Linked DNA regions of Mus musculus: regions 1 and 3 are each linked to region 2. The links are chromatin contacts, called in public Hi-C and promoter capture Hi-C maps. All regions are on one chromosome and are shown on one strand. The core of a region is the stretch at or near the end of the contact, and the rest is flanking DNA. Distances in the headings are between cores, read along the strand shown. Region 1 holds the start of Tsnaxip1 (translin-associated factor X (Tsnax) interacting protein 1). Region 2 holds the start of Agrp (agouti related neuropeptide). Region 3 overlaps Ranbp10 (RAN binding protein 10).

Region 1 (2,700 bases), core at 156-2,655, 250 kb after region 2:
TTAAGCCTCCCGCCTTTAGATCATCTCCACCCCAGACCAACAGTCCTGACAGAGATATTGTCCTCCACAACAAACAAAACAAGGTAGATACAGGCAACAGAAGTGTGTGAGAGACACTGAATACTGTTGTCCGTCTCTCCAGAATCCAAACAGCCCAGCCTGGAGCCCAGGGGAAGGAAGTGGCAAAAATGGAAGTCACCAACAACAACTTTAGCACACAGCGCCTAGCCCAGTCCCGGGATGACTGGCAGCCAGGCAGCCCATGCACTTACTGTGGCAATGTTACCACCTCTTTTTGCAAAAAAAAGACTGAAACTAAGCCGTGGTAAAGGGCCTAGCATAAATTGGAGCCAGCTCAGGAAAGAAGGGTGGCCCTGAAGTGGAAGGTCCTGTCTAGTTTTGGACATTTAATGCAGTTGTCTCTGAGTCTAATATTTAGGAACAGAGCAAAGGAAGCAGGGTAAACCCCGGCCTGACCAACCCCTCTACTCTGGACGTTCCGCTGGGCTAAGGCCCAACTCTCAGAAAACCCGGGCAAAGAAAGGGAAAATGGGCACAGCCTCCCTGCAGACGCAGTAAACTTGTCTCCCAGCGGCCAGACCCGCTGATACCTTTGTAATGGACACGGAGGTTTCCCTGGGAGAGGCCGATGTAGTTGTACTTGTCCTTGGGGCTCCAGGAGCGCGGCAGCGGCGTCTCGTGCTGATTAACCGCAGGGTACAAGCGCTGCAGGCGCCGACTCAGTTCCTGCTCTCCAGGTGACGGTAGCCCGCCCCCGGAGTCCCCACCGGAGGAGTCCCCAGCCTGCGGGTTCCCAGCTCCCGGGTCTGCCGTCGCCGCCGCCATCTTGGAGGGAGCTGCTATTGTGTCACTGGGGGCGGGGAGGAGTGCAACCAGATTTGCCTTGCTCAGCCAATGGGCCGTGAGCATCCCAGGGTCGTAGGGAAACTGAGTCCGAGTCCCGGCAACCTTTCTCTGGACACTACTATACTTCGCCAGATTTAGACTACATATCCCACAATGCATAGCGCTGTAGAAGCCGGCCAACGAGGGTTCCTGGAGAACTTCGGAAGATGTAGTACATCACTGCTCACTCACAAGCCAGTACAACGAAGACTCCGAACCACTGAGAACTACCATTCCCGACTGGCCAAGTGGCCAGACCTCGAAGCTCGCCTTCCTCGTCCACGGTCTCACTTTATTCTTCTGCCTCAGTTCTGTAGCTAATATCAAATTTGCTGTATTGACTGGTTCTCAGAATACCCCATCCCCAGCTCCAGGTCTACTTTTACTGCTTGGCCTTTCTCCAGAGTGCTCACGGGGGCGGGGGCTGGAGGCGTGGCTCAACTGTGAGCCCGCCCTCAACGCAGAGGCTGCTGGGGTCTGGTCCCTATGGCAACGGACTGTACACTACCGCAACGGCTCAATCCTGCATCTGCTCCAAAGTCATGGCCAACCTACAGGAGCGTAAAAGTTTCTCCAAGCCAAGGTAGCACCTGGCCGGGCTGAGGGCGGGGAAGACTTGAATATTTCCAAAAAGAAAAATGACACTGATTCCGATCGCTGCACTGTCTGTTCTTTGGGTAGGACTTCAGCGCCGCAGAATCAGCGATACAGTTGTAATAGAATTGGGGCTGACTCGTCAGTCCAGTAAGAACGTTACAAGCTGCCAAAAGTGCAGGTGTACTTTATCGTAGATAGATGATCTTAGCTAGACACTAAAAAACGAAGTGCCTTATTATAATTATATGTGAAATTCTCACAACTCCTGTTTATAAGAAGCATTCAGTTTCCCACCTGCTCATTCCCAGTAGTGGAAGAAGGGCGAGAGAGGTGATTTCATTCTCAACTCTAATCTTTCAAGGTCTGCTGCCTTGGTAGAAAAAGGCTACAAAAGGACAGCCTGTTGAACAGTGAGAGTTGCAGGACAGTCAGGGCTATATGGAGAGACCCATCTTAAAATAAATGAATTAAAATAATAATAATAAGCCTACAGAGGTTCCAAGGACAGAAAATACCAATGTTATGATTGTCCCTGAAGGAAAAAAAAAGTCTCCGAGAAACAGGCAGCAGCAGGTTGAAAGAGACAACTGTTTCCCATCAAAGGCATAATCCAGGAAAATTACTGTCTATGAAAAAATATGTAATAGGGCTGGGGCTGTAGCTAGAACATGCCAGGACCTGGTTTGATCCCCAGCAACACACAGAATATGAAACAGACTCAGAATCTTCATTCATTAGGAAGGGAGCACAATGTAGTTTTTATAAGCTGAGTTTGATGGTTATGTGACATATTAATTCACAGTTCATGTAGTGACACACTGTTTCCCTTATAGAGATGCAGTGTGGGTTTTCTCCCTCAGACGTTAGAGAGGGTCAACAAGATGGACAGATCAGAGCTTAGCACAGTAGAATGTAAGCAGAACCTGATAAAAGAGACCTTAGAGTTTTATATTTCCTTGGAGAATGTTTCTCCTCCTATGTATGGGCTTTTCTCCCTTTGTTCTCATATCCCTGCTTGCTACTTTAATGGGTTGTCTGTGAAGGTCATTCAATACTAGGAAATTCTCCTGAGCACACATTGCCTGCAGCCATTTATAACACCGAGTTTTCACCACCATTGAGATATAAATGTAAATATTTTGCATTCCTCCTTGAGGTTTGGTGTTAAATCACTTTTTAAAAAATAGGAGTCTAGGT
Region 2 (2,703 bases), core at 153-2,652:
GGTCTGAGAGGTTGGTGTTCTTAAGCCCTGAGTGACTCAGTATCCTGGGGTGCAGGAGAACCTCCCATCACACAAGGTCTGAGAATCCGTTTTCGTAGCTGTGACGTAGGAAGGTGGAGGGTCTGGTGAAGCTAGATCCATGTACTGCTTTTTGTGAAAAATTAAAAAAAAAAAAAGCTTTGGAATGTGAGATAAAGTCAGAACGTCTGTTTCTGAAACTACTGTGCTCCAGGGTGTGATAGGGGATGGCTGCTTTCTGGAATTCCATGGGCGGAAAATTTTATAGATCTTTTTTGCTTCCCTTTTCCACAACTTCCCATACCCCCTGTGTCACCAACTCCCCTTGTCTTCTGTGTAGAGCCTCCACCTGCAGCCGGGATGCTAGGACTTAACTCTCCAAACTCCTTTAGTGTCACACAATGACAACATATGCAACTCTTGCTACTAATAGCCCTTTAAAGAATAGAATTCTAGCCAGGTGGTGGTAGTTCACGCCTTTAATCCCAGCACTTGGGAGGCAGAGGCAAGCAGATTTCTGAGTTCGAGGCCAGCCTAGTCTACAAAGTGAGTTCCAGGACAGCCAGGGCTACACAGAGAAACCCTGTCTAGAAAAAACAAAAACAAACAAAAAAAAAAAAAGAAGAAGAGAGAAAAAGAAATAGAATTCCGGTTGGAGAGATGGTTCAGCGTTAAGACTGCTCTTCTGAAGGTCCTGAGTTCACATCCCAGCAGCCACATGGTGGCTCAAAACCATCTGTAATGAGATCTAATACCCTCTTCTGGGGTGTCTGAAGACAGCTACAGTGTACAGTGTACTCAGATATAATAAATAAATAAATCTGTGGGCAGAAGCAAGCAGAGCCGGGGTGAGCAGGGCAGGCGAGAGAAGAGGGGAAAAAAAGAATAGAATTCAAGTCTTTGCCAAGCTCCCCTACAACCCAGTAGAGCAGACCTTGCCCTCAGAGTTGGACAGGGCTATAACCTTAGAAATCAGGACACACTCTCACAGAGTGAGGAGCATTACAGCCTAAGTCTTCAGGATTGAAGACGTAGCACACAAAATGCCTTCCTCCCCTTACAACAAAGCCTACCATGTGTCTGGGTCAATCTAGAAAAGGTATAAGTTGGGACAAGTTATGGCCCACCATGGAGATCCCAAATACAGTTAAAACTCCATCATAGCCCCCTGCCCCGACCCCAAACTCACCATTGTGTTGTCTGCAGTCCCAGCTCACAGATTTTGTTATATAGCCTGGAATGCTGCAAAGGTGGAAGATGGCATCTCTCATGCCATCTTTATGCTCAGTCCATTCTTGGGGAGGGGGTGGATTTGGTCAGAGTTTCCCATCAGTTCTGGAAGGTCTAGGACAGGGGAATAACTATAGACAAGAAGGAACAAAGCTGTGTTGACCTTCTCTGAGCCTGGCAGCCAAGGTGACGATAGTCTCAGTAGATAGAAAAGTTTACATGACTCAGCACAAAAGCAGGTGTTAAGGGAACTGGACCAGATTCCTCCTGCTGCCTAGGCCTGCTCAAATCCCCTCCCTTGCCTGAGGTCTTTCGTGTTAAGGGAAGAACACTATATTAGTCAGGGTTCTCTATAGCAAAAGAATTTATAGAATCTCTCTCTCTCTCTCTCTCTCTCTCTCTCTCGTGTGTGTGTGTGTGTGTGTGTGTGTGTGTGTGTATGATTTATTATAATGGCTTATAGGCAGTGGTACAAATAATCCAACAATGGTGACTATGAATGGAAAGTCTGAGAAGCTGATAGTTGCTCAGTCCATGAGACTGGATGTCTCTGCTGGTCTTCAGTAAACACTGGAATCCTGAAGATGTAGGCTGTAATGCCAGTGAAGGAATGGATTTGCTAGCCAAAGGAGAACAAGCAGGCAAAGAGCAAAGGCTTCCTTCTTCCATGTCCTTATATGGCTTCCAGCAACAGGTATGGCCCAGATTAGATCTGGATCAAAGGTGTGTCTTCCTACCTCAAAGAGCTGGATTAGAAGTAGATCTTCTCACTTCAAATTAAGCAGAAAGCCCTCACAGGTGTGCCATCTCTTTGGGGGGTTTAGTTAATTCCAGATGTAGTCAACTTGACAATCAAGAATAGCCATCACAAGCCCCAACACTAAGGCACGATCTAAGGGAACTCTGATCATAGCTGGTACACAATGACACCTTGTTGAACAACAGGGATAGGCCTTTGTCTCTCAGAAGCTCCAGTATCTGCACTCTGCTAGCTGAGTGAATGCAAGGTTTGTGACATTTTTGGAAATAACTCAGCGCTGGTTTTATGACCTTACCTGATCCTTTCTAAACACGATTCCTTGGGCCTCTGCTTCCTGTTTAGCAGTCTGCCCCTTTCCTCCCCTTCCTCACAGTAACACGTATGCTCTGGCCTAAAGCCTGAGGGCTTCCGTGCCTGGGATCTACTGTTAAAGGATTTCTTTCTATATCACGTCCTCCTCACAATCACATGACTGTGTCAGAAACTCTATACCCTGACCTGTAGGGGACAGGCCATGGATCTGTCAAAGGCTGTGTACTTAGTTGAGTTTCACTGGTAGGAAGCAAGGATACAAGAGTGATCAATGAGCTGGGTGTGGTGGTGCATGCCTTTAATCCCAGCACTCGGGAGGGGGAGGCAGAGGCAGAGGCAGAGGCAGGCGGATTTCTGAGTTCCAGGCCAGCCTGGTCTACAAA
Region 3 (2,700 bases), core at 200-2,699, 210 kb after region 2:
TTTAACAAATGTGTGTGTGCGCGCGCGCACACACACACACACACACACACACACACACACACACAGAGAGGATTGTGTTACCACAAGGACAACAGAATGCTGCCAAGTGTGGTGGTCTATGCCTTTAATACCAGCAGACAGTAAGTGGGGTGAGGCTACACAGTGAAACACTATCTCAAACAACAACAACAACAACAACAACAAAATCAGGACACTGAAGAGATGACTCCGTGGTTGAGAGCACTTAGTGCTCTTTGCAGAGGACCTAAGTTTGGTTCCCAGCACCCACCAAGCAGCTCACAATTGCCGTAACTCAATTCCAGCACACTGATTTCCTCTTCTGGCCTATCTGGGCTGCACACACATGAACATGTAGGCAAACATTCATATACATAAAATACAAATAAATAAAATATTTAAAAAACCCAGAATGTGTTTTTCCTTAGGAATAGCAGCTGTAACAACAGGACGGTTCATAGCTAGCATGAGACCTTCCTTTCTGGAAAGGACAGGTGCTGCCCCCTTGGCCACTGCAAAACTAATAAAGCCTACTCCGAGGAGCTTGCAAAGGGGGGAATGGAACAGAGAAGACATAACATGTAAGTAAACAAGTAAGCAAGATATACCTGGAAGAGAGCAGAGACATAGTTCAGCGGTTAAGAGCACTGGCTGCTCTTCCAGAGCCTGGGTTCAATTTCTAGTACCCACATGGCAGCTCACAACCATTTGTGTAATTTCAGTTCCAGGAGATTCATTGCCCTCTTCTGGGCTCCATGGGTACTGCATGCATGTGGTGCATAGGCACCATATATCCAGGCAAACACTAATATACTTTTGAGCAGAGTTCTACTTGCCAAGAGGACCAGGGGGACAGACATTTGGGTGAAGGGAATACAATCAGCCCACCTGAGAAACAACTTTCCACAGGTAACTATAAGAATAGCAGCTCTCAAAGTTCCTTTCAGCCACTGTTCTAACCTCTTAGAGAAAGTCAGTTTAGGAGCCTAAAGCTAATAAGCAGAGCGCAGAGGCAAGAGTCCTGAGGAAAATATAGGTACTTGAGACCTGGAACCTGTTTGCCTTTCCAGAGATGAGCAGAACAAGCTGGTTAAAGAGAGGTTCTCTTCCTTAATGCAATCAAAGTTTTCTGACTAAAGGAACCATATTTAAGCATCCTTCTGTCCATACTACTGAATATGTGGTTCATGCAGGTACACAAGGAATGTTTATTAGGACGGAAGACATAGCTCGGTGATAAGAGTGCCTGCCTAGTATACAGAGACTGACAATGAAGTTGCTTCTCACTTTGAAAAGAGACTACAGCCAGGTGGTAGATATGCCTCTGCTCTAACAACAGCTTCCCTCCTGCGGTTCTCTATTCCTCACCAATAAACAAGGCAGAGGATGTGGTGTCCCCAGACGTTTGAGAGCCATCTATGGTGCTGACTTCCCTCTCCCTATGTAGGGGGCCAATACCCATGCCTGAGTAAGCCCCTCCTACCCAGCACCCTCTCCTTAAGAACGGTGCATTCTTCCCCACTTGTGCCCTTATGCTAACAGCATGCACACTCCCCTTTCTCTGGGTGAGCCTGGTAAAGTTTGTTATGTATCTGCTAATGAGATTTGCCATTCCCACTGCAAGACCACAGACATGAATGAAGGTCGGTGGCAGACTGCTTGCCTCGCATACTTGAAACCCTCTGGGTTTGATGCCCAGCCCTGCAAAACAAAACAAAACCAGGACTAGAGCCAGATGCTTCAAAGGACGTAGGGGTCATGAGAGGACAGGTGGGCACTATTGTCTGGGTCGGACTCTACAGGGAATCACATCCAGGTAGCTGTGATTCAGAAAGAAGGCTGGGCTGTATAAATGGGGACAACACTCTTACAGGATGTTGTCACCATTCCTCCTTCTCCAAAGAAATCAGGTATTGCTACTCTCAGAGAACTGATCACACTGGCACTCTATCAGAAAAGCCAAATGGCAAGGTGCCTGCCACAATCAAGTACCTACCAGATGCCACAAACACAAAGGCAAGGCAAGGCAAGGCAAGGCAAGGCAAGGCAAGCTACATTCAGCCCAGGAGGCTCTATGTGTCCAGTTTAGGAACCCCAGTACCACCCACTTCCCCTGACTCACCATCAAAATAGGAAGACCCAACACCTAAGTACAGGCTGGGCTAGGGAAATGGCTCATTGTCTTGGCATCCCCACATACTATGCAGAGTGAGAGACTCTGTGGGGAATGCCAGGACTCCAGCATGATGGTGCTGGGAGCCCACCCATGGCACTCCCATACACCAAGACACATCAGGGGCTTCAGTCCCAAAGTAACAAGGAGTGGGGAGGACGGCCACCAAAGCACATCATCAGTATTCTAGGTCAAAACCCTGGGCGGGGCCGAGGCTGTAGCTGCCCACTAGGTTCTGGCATAATGTTGCCCATACAAAGGGGCCAGCCCATGCCTTACCCACAAAGCTAGGCTGACCCTGAGCCTTCAAACCAGTATTTTACCACATTCCACTCAACTGTGGACTTTGGGTCAGCAGACTTGATTTTGTTTTATTTCAGTTTAGGGGTCACTATATTGCACTGGCTCATCTCAAACTCACAGGTTCAAATGGTCTTACTGACTCAGTGTTTGAGTCTGAATCCCAACTCTTCACTCAGGTCCTGAGTTCTCTCAGCTGACTTTCTTTC

Evidence for each region. A called contact is a pair of places that touch in the nucleus more often than the background predicts. Capture Hi-C pulls out chosen DNA fragments and counts their contacts.
Region 1: a promoter capture Hi-C map of adipose tissue shows a contact between it and region 2. The contact joins the promoter of Tsnaxip1 here to the promoter of Agrp in region 2. A contact is called at or near these places in 12 of 39 promoter capture datasets (the 3T3-L1 cell line, the C10 cell line, the HPC-7 cell line and 6 more), 1 of 15 datasets of contacts at CTCF or cohesin (large pre-B cells), 4 of 484 Hi-C or Micro-C datasets (the C2C12 cell line, LSK cells, double positive thymocytes and 1 more), 5 of 115 datasets of contacts at active chromatin or transcription factors (the 230-238 cell line, bone marrow-derived macrophages and embryonic stem cells) and 5 of 9 other capture datasets (adipose tissue, embryonic stem cells, liver and 2 more).
Region 3: a Hi-C map of double positive thymocytes shows a contact between it and region 2, with 4 times the contacts expected there. The contact joins the enhancer-like site here to the promoter of Agrp in region 2. A contact is called at or near these places in 6 of 39 promoter capture datasets (the C10 cell line, the HPC-7 cell line, embryonic stem cells and 2 more), 1 of 15 datasets of contacts at CTCF or cohesin (embryonic stem cells), 7 of 484 Hi-C or Micro-C datasets (B cells, double positive thymocytes, embryonic stem cells and 3 more), 6 of 115 datasets of contacts at active chromatin or transcription factors (embryonic stem cells, large pre-B cells and stem cell-derived neural progenitor cells) and 4 of 9 other capture datasets (adipose tissue, embryonic stem cells, liver and 1 more).

Annotation. Positions count from the first base shown.
Region 1 is chr8:105,826,339-105,829,038 of GRCm38.p6, forward strand. It overlaps Tsnaxip1 (translin-associated factor X (Tsnax) interacting protein 1), which reads left to right and starts at 1,406. Exons shown (of 16, transcript NM_024445.4): 1 at 1,406-1,489. The coding sequence starts at 1,449. Ranbp10 (RAN binding protein 10) reads right to left here and starts at 870. Exons shown (of 14, transcript NM_145824.5): 1 at 612-870. The coding sequence starts at 846.
Region 2 is chr8:105,578,443-105,581,145 of GRCm38.p6, forward strand. Agrp (agouti related neuropeptide) reads right to left here and starts at 1,403. Exons shown (of 5, transcript NM_001271806.1): 1 at 1,208-1,403. All of the region lies in intron 3 of Gm38250 (predicted gene, 38250), which reads left to right.
Region 3 is chr8:105,787,687-105,790,386 of GRCm38.p6, forward strand. The region is part of intron 3 of Ranbp10 (RAN binding protein 10); the gene reads right to left. Among named protein-coding and RNA genes, the nearest start is that of Gfod2, 30 kb to the left of the region's middle. Within about 2 kb of position 1,450, at least 69 of the 459 cell types and tissues checked have an H3K27ac peak or open chromatin away from gene starts, as enhancers often do. A contact at or near this core is called in B cells and double positive thymocytes, where this site is marked.